2 separate regions of the Triticum aestivum genome follow, and region 2 is linked to region 1. The links are chromatin contacts, called in public Hi-C maps. All regions are on one chromosome and are shown on one strand. Each heading gives the region's core, a stretch centred on a gene start, on an enhancer-like site or on the middle of the called end of the contact. The rest is flanking DNA. Distances are from core to core; before and after follow the strand shown.

Evidence for each region. Hi-C and Micro-C count contacts between places; a contact is called where the count stands out from the background.
Region 2: a Hi-C map of leaf shows a contact between it and region 1, with 2.3 times the contacts expected there. The contact joins the promoter of LOC123147271 here to the enhancer-like site in region 1. A contact is called at or near these places in 2 of 5 Hi-C or Micro-C datasets (leaf and an unstated tissue).

Annotation. Positions count from the first base shown.
Region 1 is chr7A:414,302,603-414,306,764 of IWGSC CS RefSeq v2.1, reverse strand. It overlaps LOC123147266 (a long non-coding RNA gene), which reads right to left. Exons shown (of 3, transcript XR_006473149.1): 3 at 2,992-4,162. Among protein-coding and RNA genes, the nearest start is that of LOC123147266, 3.9 kb to the right of the region's middle. Within about 2 kb of position 2,389, at least 7 of the 8 cell types and tissues checked have an H3K27ac peak or open chromatin away from gene starts, as enhancers often do. A contact at or near this core is called in leaf, where this site is marked.
Region 2 is chr7A:414,348,256-414,352,234 of IWGSC CS RefSeq v2.1, reverse strand. LOC123147271 (protein LHY) reads right to left here and starts at 1,256. Exons shown (of 12, transcript XM_044566513.1): 1 at 974-1,256; 2 at 812-878.

The DNA of each region.
Region 1 (4,162 bases), core at 1,140-3,639:
AACTAGTATTGCATTTTCAAAGATAAATGTAATTTATGTGGTTGTTATGATAGGCCTTGAACAAAAATACCGTAAAGTAAAAGTGAGCGACAATTTTTTCAAAAGAAGAAAAAACTTGCGACGTTAAGGTATGGAGGAGCCTAGAAAAAATGACAAGTGTATGGATGATGTGTATTATAAACCACAAAGTTGAAAAGGGATAGTAGTTCATTTAGAAGAAAAGAAGTCTGACCTAACCAATCAAACAACAAAATGATCAACACATAACCCTTTCTCTACCACACACAAATCTCAATGTAACACGCCAACAATGCGCGACCTGTGTCGCGCTTACCCCATGTATGCAAAAATAAGTATGATTGCTAAGAAAGGGAAAAGAGCATTTGTTGCCCGTAACCGTAAGTGTGTGTCCACCAAGAGAGAAGAGAGGTTTAAGCTAATCAAACCATAATCAATATAACAACACCGTATCGACAGACGTGGCGTACCGCCGCGCAGGATAGGCTAGTTTACTCTATGCCTCTCGTGCCTAGAGACCCCATAATTTATAACAATGATAGCTTTAATGGTCTATAGTATTTAAATTTTGTTTTATGCCTTGCTATTGACGGGACATCATCCCTCATTGAAAAAAATAAAACACATTAATGAGATACCAAAGTTTTAAACCTGGAGTTTTATCCTTGATGAATCAGAGGTACCACCACCTTCCTAACCATCTAGCCATTGGATGATTTCTTTAATGTATTTAAATTTACTTATGCCATGAATATAATAGGTGCATTTAGTACGCATCGTAGTCATAATTTTTAGAAAAGAACTTCTAGTGTGATAGTGGTTTCCTAGTGTTTGATTATGTATCTGACATAGGTGTAATTCATTGGTCTCTACGTTCATTAATGCAGAGAAGATAATGTTGAAAAAAATCATGAAAAATCGAGTAGTCCAACCACACAGAATGACTCATCAACCTACACTTTATTTATTAGTAAGGTGCACGGTGCATTGCACATTGCTTAGATACCAACGTATGAGTTAAGATTGTCATGACACATTATAGAAGGTAAGTATGTAAGTTTTGAGTCATTAATCCATGACGTGGATGTAGACTTAATTCACATATTTCATCCTATCAAAAATCAGATTATAATTACAAAATATTCGAAGACCGCATGTCATAATACTACATGAAACTCTTGTGATCGGACACATTTATCTTTAGGTATCTCGTACCGCAATTTTGAGTAGCTAGTTTTGCATTTTCAAAGATAAATGTAATTTATGTACCTGTTATGATAGGCCTTGAACAAAAATATCGTGAAGTAAAAGTGAGCAACATTTTTTGTCAAATGAAGAAAAAACTTGCGACATTAAGGTAAGGAAGAGCCTAGAAAAAAATGACAAGTGTATGGATGATGTGTATTATAAACCACAAAGTTGAAAAGGGATGATAGTTCATTTAGAAGAAAAGAAGTCCGGATAATGAAAGTATGGGATATTCTAGAACAAAAAAATGCTCGTGTTTTGAGGTTTGTGCATATTGTGAATAGAATGGTAATTCACTTAGAATAAAACAATTTGGATAATTAATGCATGGGAGATTCTAAAACAAAGATGAGGTGCTTGTATTTTGAGCTTTGTACATATTGTGCATTGTAAATCGTGAATAAGAAAGATCGGTAATTCATTTGGAATGCTTGTTTGGATAATTAATGTGTGGAATGTTCCAGAGCAGTGGCAGATCTAGGGGTGGGGCGTGGGGGCCATGGCCCCCATAAACAATTTGCTGAACTTTCTTTACTAATGCATTCACATGTTATTCAATACTTTATTAACTATTTGTAATATTTTTTGACAAAAATGCTACCCATTGCAATGTTGTCCCCATGTTGGTCCAGTTCTAGATTCGTCACTGTTCGAGAGCAAAGGACTGGTGCTTGTGTTTGAAGATTCGTGCATTTTCATGCTCAACAATGGAATCTTCTAGATTCTATCAGGTAGAATCCAGTGAAGTAAAGATGATATCTAATGACTAATAGTACTCAGATTTGTCATCTATGATGGTCAGATTGTCTTCATTCAAAATTATTCATATGTTATATAGTGGCGTAGATATTTAGCATTTGTATTTGTACTCGGTGATTCTAGCCTCTTGTAGGATAAGTGAGCGTCTGTACTACCCATGGGCTGCAATAGTAATTTGTGGTTGGGACTCAAAACACACTCTTTCAAGGGCCCGAAGGCAAAAACACAAAAGGGCAGTCAATACCAATAGCTGAATATTTGCGGTGGGAAATGACCCAAAGTGGCCTCGCTCCACGGGCCCACACTAAAGGCCACCTGGCTAAAACCTATTCGCTAACCCCACGCTTTTCCCAGGGCACCCCAAAACGTGTGGTCTCGCGCGCTCCACCGATGCTCGCCCACAATCTGAGCCGTCGATGCTGTGCATCCCCCCTGTCACAACCGTCCGATGTTGGCAGGGCAACTCGTCGCTGACGAAGGCCGGACTCAGCGGACGACCCAGATTCTCCACGCCTCCCTTCATGCGGCGATGCGGGGTTGGGTGGCCCCGAGCCGTACGGGTTGCATTGGTGGTTGAGACGGATGCTTTTGAACTTGCGGCTGTAGTAGAAAAGCGCATGGGCAGTGGGCCCCGCATGACTACGCGGGAGGCCTGGAAGCAAGGCGAGGAAAAGGAGCTCCATTCCGTTTACCCGCTGTGCCCGGCTCGTGTACCCGTCTGCATCTTATCGCCGTGTAGGCCGTGATGTGGCGCCGGGCTTTGTTTATTCGAGGCGACCGAAGATGGCAAGTGTCGATCGTCGGGCGACTCAGGAATATCGTGTGGCTAGGGCATCTTCAATGTGGATTCACCCGTCCATATGGTTTAAATTACAAATAATCAGCATGCACATCTTAGTCTGTACATTCAACACATTGTGCATTTTCAATGATCAAGATCAAAAGGATCTGAACAACATCAGTTTCAACCATTTTCTTCCAATAGCTTGTGTTAAGAAGGAACACGAAAGACTACAGTGTGCCATCACAAATGCATTAGAACCATAAAAAATAAATATTTGCATTCAAGAGGCTTGAACTTTTACATAAGGACCACTCTAGTAAGACTTGAAGAAGCTTGAACTTGCATCAGAACCACTCTAGTAAGACTTGAAGAGGCTTAAACTTGCATCACGATCACTCAAGTAAGACTTGAAGAGACTTGAACATGTGGCTTCTTTGTTGTCCTGCAAATATGACGAGAAGCAAACTTACTGAAGTATTTATAAAATGTGAAGCTTCTAAAACTCCATCTTAATTTATTTATAGGCAGTATTGCAAGTCATCACATTTCAGAAAGCTATATATTTTCTTTTGTAGAATAAGACATAATCCACCTAGATCAACAAAACTACCTTCAAGTAGTGCATATATGGAGTAAAAAAATACAAGGCATCAGCACAAGTAATCTATTCCCACCTCTCGTGTTTTTTTTTTCAAGATGCAGTCCCTTAGGGCCCGATTCATTAAAAAAAGGTCGAAGAGAGTTGCCCAGTTAATCAACGAAAAACCGGGCGAAAACCATCATAACACGCCCGCAAAACATAAGGCACACATGACGACCTGGCAACCCACACAAGAACACACACACACCGTCAAGGAGAAAAGCACCGTCGAGGTTGCAATCTAGTGTCATCATCATCACACCTCCGCAAGGAAGACAAGCGAGGCACGGCAACCCCTCGAACCCGCCGGATGAGACCGACTACCAAAGCTCAACAGCAGCCCAACTTCGCCCGAAGCCGCCAACGTTGTCACACAAGAAGTCACACAATATCACCATTGCCGGATGGACACCTGTCGAGCTGCCTGGATCCACCGAGCCACGCAACCGAGAGGGGATCGAACATCCCCCACCTCAAGCGCCCGCCACCTGACGAGGAGTAGCTGCTGGCCGAGCCTGGCGGTGCTAGGTTTTGGGGCCCCCGGGTCGCCTCGGAGGAGACGACGCAAGGAAGGGCAAATGTGTTTTTTTACCTATATCTCATTCTCTCCCTCTAATTACCTCCAGCAAACAAAATATTTCTCGCAAAAAGATTGTGACTGATTCTTCGACTGATACACAAAAGTGTCGCACAAACCACATCTTTCACGCAAG
Region 2 (3,979 bases), core at 7-2,506, 47 kb before region 1:
CACCTATTTTAGTCAAATTACCTCACCTGCTTAGTTAGACTAGATTAAGTTGCTCCCTTTCCAGCATAGCAAATCCAAAATTAACTTAACTCGCCTGCTTATAAACTAAATTAAGCTGTTCTTTCCCTGCATAGCAAACTCAGAAGCCTAACTTACACATGTTCTTTTTAAACAACTTCAGAGCACCAACAACACCATATTAGATCAGAGACCTGATAAAAGCACACCTCAAACCCATGACAGCAAAAAAAGCCAAGATAAAAAAACCCACGTGCCTAACTTAACTAGTCAACCATACAGTTTTCTAGCTGCAAGAAGTTAAACCATGGAATCACTATTAATATTATTCCTAATAACCATACTAAAATGGACAGGACTAACTAGAGCAAGAAAAGGGCACAGAAGACGGGCTAGAGCAAGAAAATAATCACTGGACGACACAGTAGACCGGGTAGAAGAATCCAAACTCAGATGTGATGCCTTTAAGCAAAGGGTATAAATGATCTGATCCGTAATCCCCCCTCTCCAACAACAGAGCTTTCAGTGAACAGGTGCAGTTCAACCGCTCAGAAGTCTGAGCTTTTGCACCATGATCATTAAAGCAGAGCAACGCGAAATCAAAAACTGCAACTACAGAGAGCGACCAGGCACACACACAAAAAAGCGTGGGCTCATTTGCTGCACAGTTTTCAGCCGACAAAATAGCACAGCTAAGAACGGACGTGCGAGAGGAGGCGTATATATCAATCGCGTCGCGTCCAGTGGAAGCACAAATTTGTGGAAACTTGTATGGTTCTTAGTTCCAGGTTACCTCGGGCGAGCAGCAAGCTAACCCCGGTCGCCACGTCGCCCGCCCAGCCCGCCCTCCGCGCGGCGGCCTGCACCAAGCCAACCCGTGCACAAAATCAAAAAATCAACAACCCAGCGGTTCATCATGCAAAACGGAATCTCCGCCCCGATCCCTGCCACCCACCTCAAGCGACCGCCGCACCGGGCGCAGCGGCTCCTCTCTCTGCCGCCACAGGCCGATGCTTCCGGACGAAGCTTCCGGGCCAACTCGTCCGCTTTGGGGATCTAGCTAGCCCAGCAGCGGGAGGAACAAGCGTGCGTGCGTGCGTGCGTGCGCGCGCGAATGACGAAGGAAGGGAAGGGAAGGGAAGGGTCGAGATGTCGGGTACTCAGGTGCGGGGCTCGCTGTATGCTGCGGGTCGTGGAGGCTACACGGGGGAGGTGTGTTTGTGGCCGGGGGCTGTGGGGGTCGCTCTCGCCGCCGCGAGAAATCTCAGCCACTATCTTTACTTGTGGGTTTCTAGGCCTCCTCCGAGGCTATCTTCCTGCGGCACCCTCGTAAAATCCCTGGAATCGCAAACCACCGCATTTTATGTTGCGTACTATTGGCTTTCTTTCTCACGGGAGAAAAAATAAATAAAGGGTCAAGGTTATTCTGGACCTTCCATATGCTTTACAAAATATTAGAAACTAGATAATACCCCGCGCGGTACCTCGGGAATCTTGGTAACAGAAATGCGTAAATAGTTGCTAAAAGACTTCTAAAACTAATGGAAAGAAGATGTAATCTGAAAAGTAAAGGAAATACAAAGTGTATAAAAAATCAAATTACGGTTAGAGTAATGTCATTTCTAACAAAACAAAAATGTGAAGGGTCAACTACATACATACGCTGCAATCGCCCAACACATATATTGCCAGTACAAGATCTAATACAAAAAATAACGTGTGAATAATTAACATGCATGAATTTATGATATGACAGCGTTGCATGCATAGAGTAATGCAAAAAAATGATTTGTGACTTGCATGCATGACTTATTTATATGGCAAGGTTAGAAAGATATGTATTGTAGCTATTTAGTAATAGAAGACGTACAAGACAGCAGGGGTTATTTTTAAGGGAAATGTATGTATGTGCTATGTGGGTTTTGTACCCTAGTCATTTGGACACCATATTGGCCTGGCAACAAACTCTCAACTACTTAGTTTTTATCTAGATGGGAAGAAATTCTTGTGTTTGAGTAGCAAGAAATAGTGTCCGCTATTTTGACAACCACTCTTTTGATTGGTTGCAACAATATTGAGTAATTCGCTCAGCTAGTATACAATTTAATTAGCATTGATCCTAGTACAACTATTACAAAAATGGCTTTTGCAATTTTGATCTAACTACTAGCATCTAGGATGCTGATTGCGGCCTGGCACACGGTGCTGAAAAAAAGAACAAAGTGATTTTCTAAACCTTGAAGAGTATTACCGAGGACCTAGTTCACATTCTATTAGTTTGCGCATTGATCAGGATGAGAACACTATTGTATTCTTCGTATGTATGTGGCGAACGATATGAATTTAGGGCCGGAACCAAACAACTCGCGATGCGTTTGATGGTGGTCGTGCTTGCAGTCGAGGCTGAGACTTGGACCGAGATGACCAACCTAATTTTTTGAAATATAATTTACTATGCTATAGTTATAAGGTTGCGCATGCTAAAAGTGTATGACATCCCGACTTAATAGGAATGATAGATTACTCGTATAAAAAAAAGTACACCTTCTTTCTTGGGAGCCCATCCGAAAGGAATTTCAAAGTTAAGTGTGTCTGGCTTGGAGCAATTTGAGGATGGATGGCTGACTGGGAAATAGTTCTTAGGTGCGCACGAGAGATGACAAAAGTGTAAAAGGAAGACTAGTGTTGGTCTATGGTGTTGACGAGGAATAGGACTCAACTCACACCACTTCCATTCATCTGACGCTGCATATATACAGTTTACAGGAGCAGTTCAGAGAGAACGTGTGAGAGCCACTAGCTCCACTAACCCACGATGCAAAGCACGTCTCAGAGAGAGAGAGAGATCATGCGGTGACTACGCATACATATACAGCAGTACGTATTCTGCTAACACCCCCCCCCCTCCCCCGCAGTCTTGACGTCGATGGTCGAGATGCAAAGACTGGAACGGAACTCTTGGAAAATGTCCGTAGGCAGCCCCTTGGTCATGACATCCGCGAACTGTTGACGCGTAGGAACATGCAGAACACGAAATGGCCGAGTGCCACTCGTTCACGGACGAAGTGGATGTCGAGCTCGACGTGTTTAGTGCGCCGGTGATGCACTGGGTTGCTGGAGAGGTAGACCGCCGAGACATTGTCACATAAGACAAGTGTGGCGGACGAGACGGGACAGAGGAGCTCCCCTAGCAGCTGACGAAGCCAAACGCACTCGGCGACCGCGTGGGCAACGCCACGGTATTCGGCCTCGGTGCTGGAGCGCGAAACCGTCGCCTGTCGCTTGGAGGACCAACTGACGAGCGCGTCATCGAGAAAGATGCAGTAGCCTGAGGTCGAGTGGCGGGTATCGGGGCAGCCGGCCCAATCCGCGTCGGTGTACGCGCGAACGTCGAGGGCGGGGGAGGCGCGCAGGTGGAGCCCCAGGGCGGTGGTGCCCCGGACATAGCGGAGCACGCGCTTGAGCAGCATGCGGTGGCACTCCCGGGGGTCATGCATATGCAAGCAGAGCTGTTGAACAGCGTACGCGAGCTCCGGACGAGTGATCGTCAGGTACTGGAGTGCACCAGCCATGCTGCGATAGGCGGTGGCGTCGGGGACGCGCGGTCCATCCGCCGCGGGCAGCTTGGCCTTGGTGTCGACCGGCATGGCGCACGGCTTGCAGTTGTCCATCCCGGAACGCTCCAGCACATCGTCTGCGTACTGCTCTTGCGAAAGGAAGAAGCCTGAAGAGTTGCGGGTGACACGGATGCCCAAGAAGAAGTGCAGCGCCCCGAAGTCCTTCATCGCGAACTCGCCGGTCAGCTGGTCCACGACATGGCGGAGGAGCGCTGGAGTGGAAGCAGTGAGGATGATATCATCCACGTACAGCAGCAGGTAGGCAACAGCAGCACCGTTGGAGTAAACGAACAGAGAGCTGTCGGAGCGGGTAGCAGTGAAGCCAATGCGCGCGAGGAAGCCGG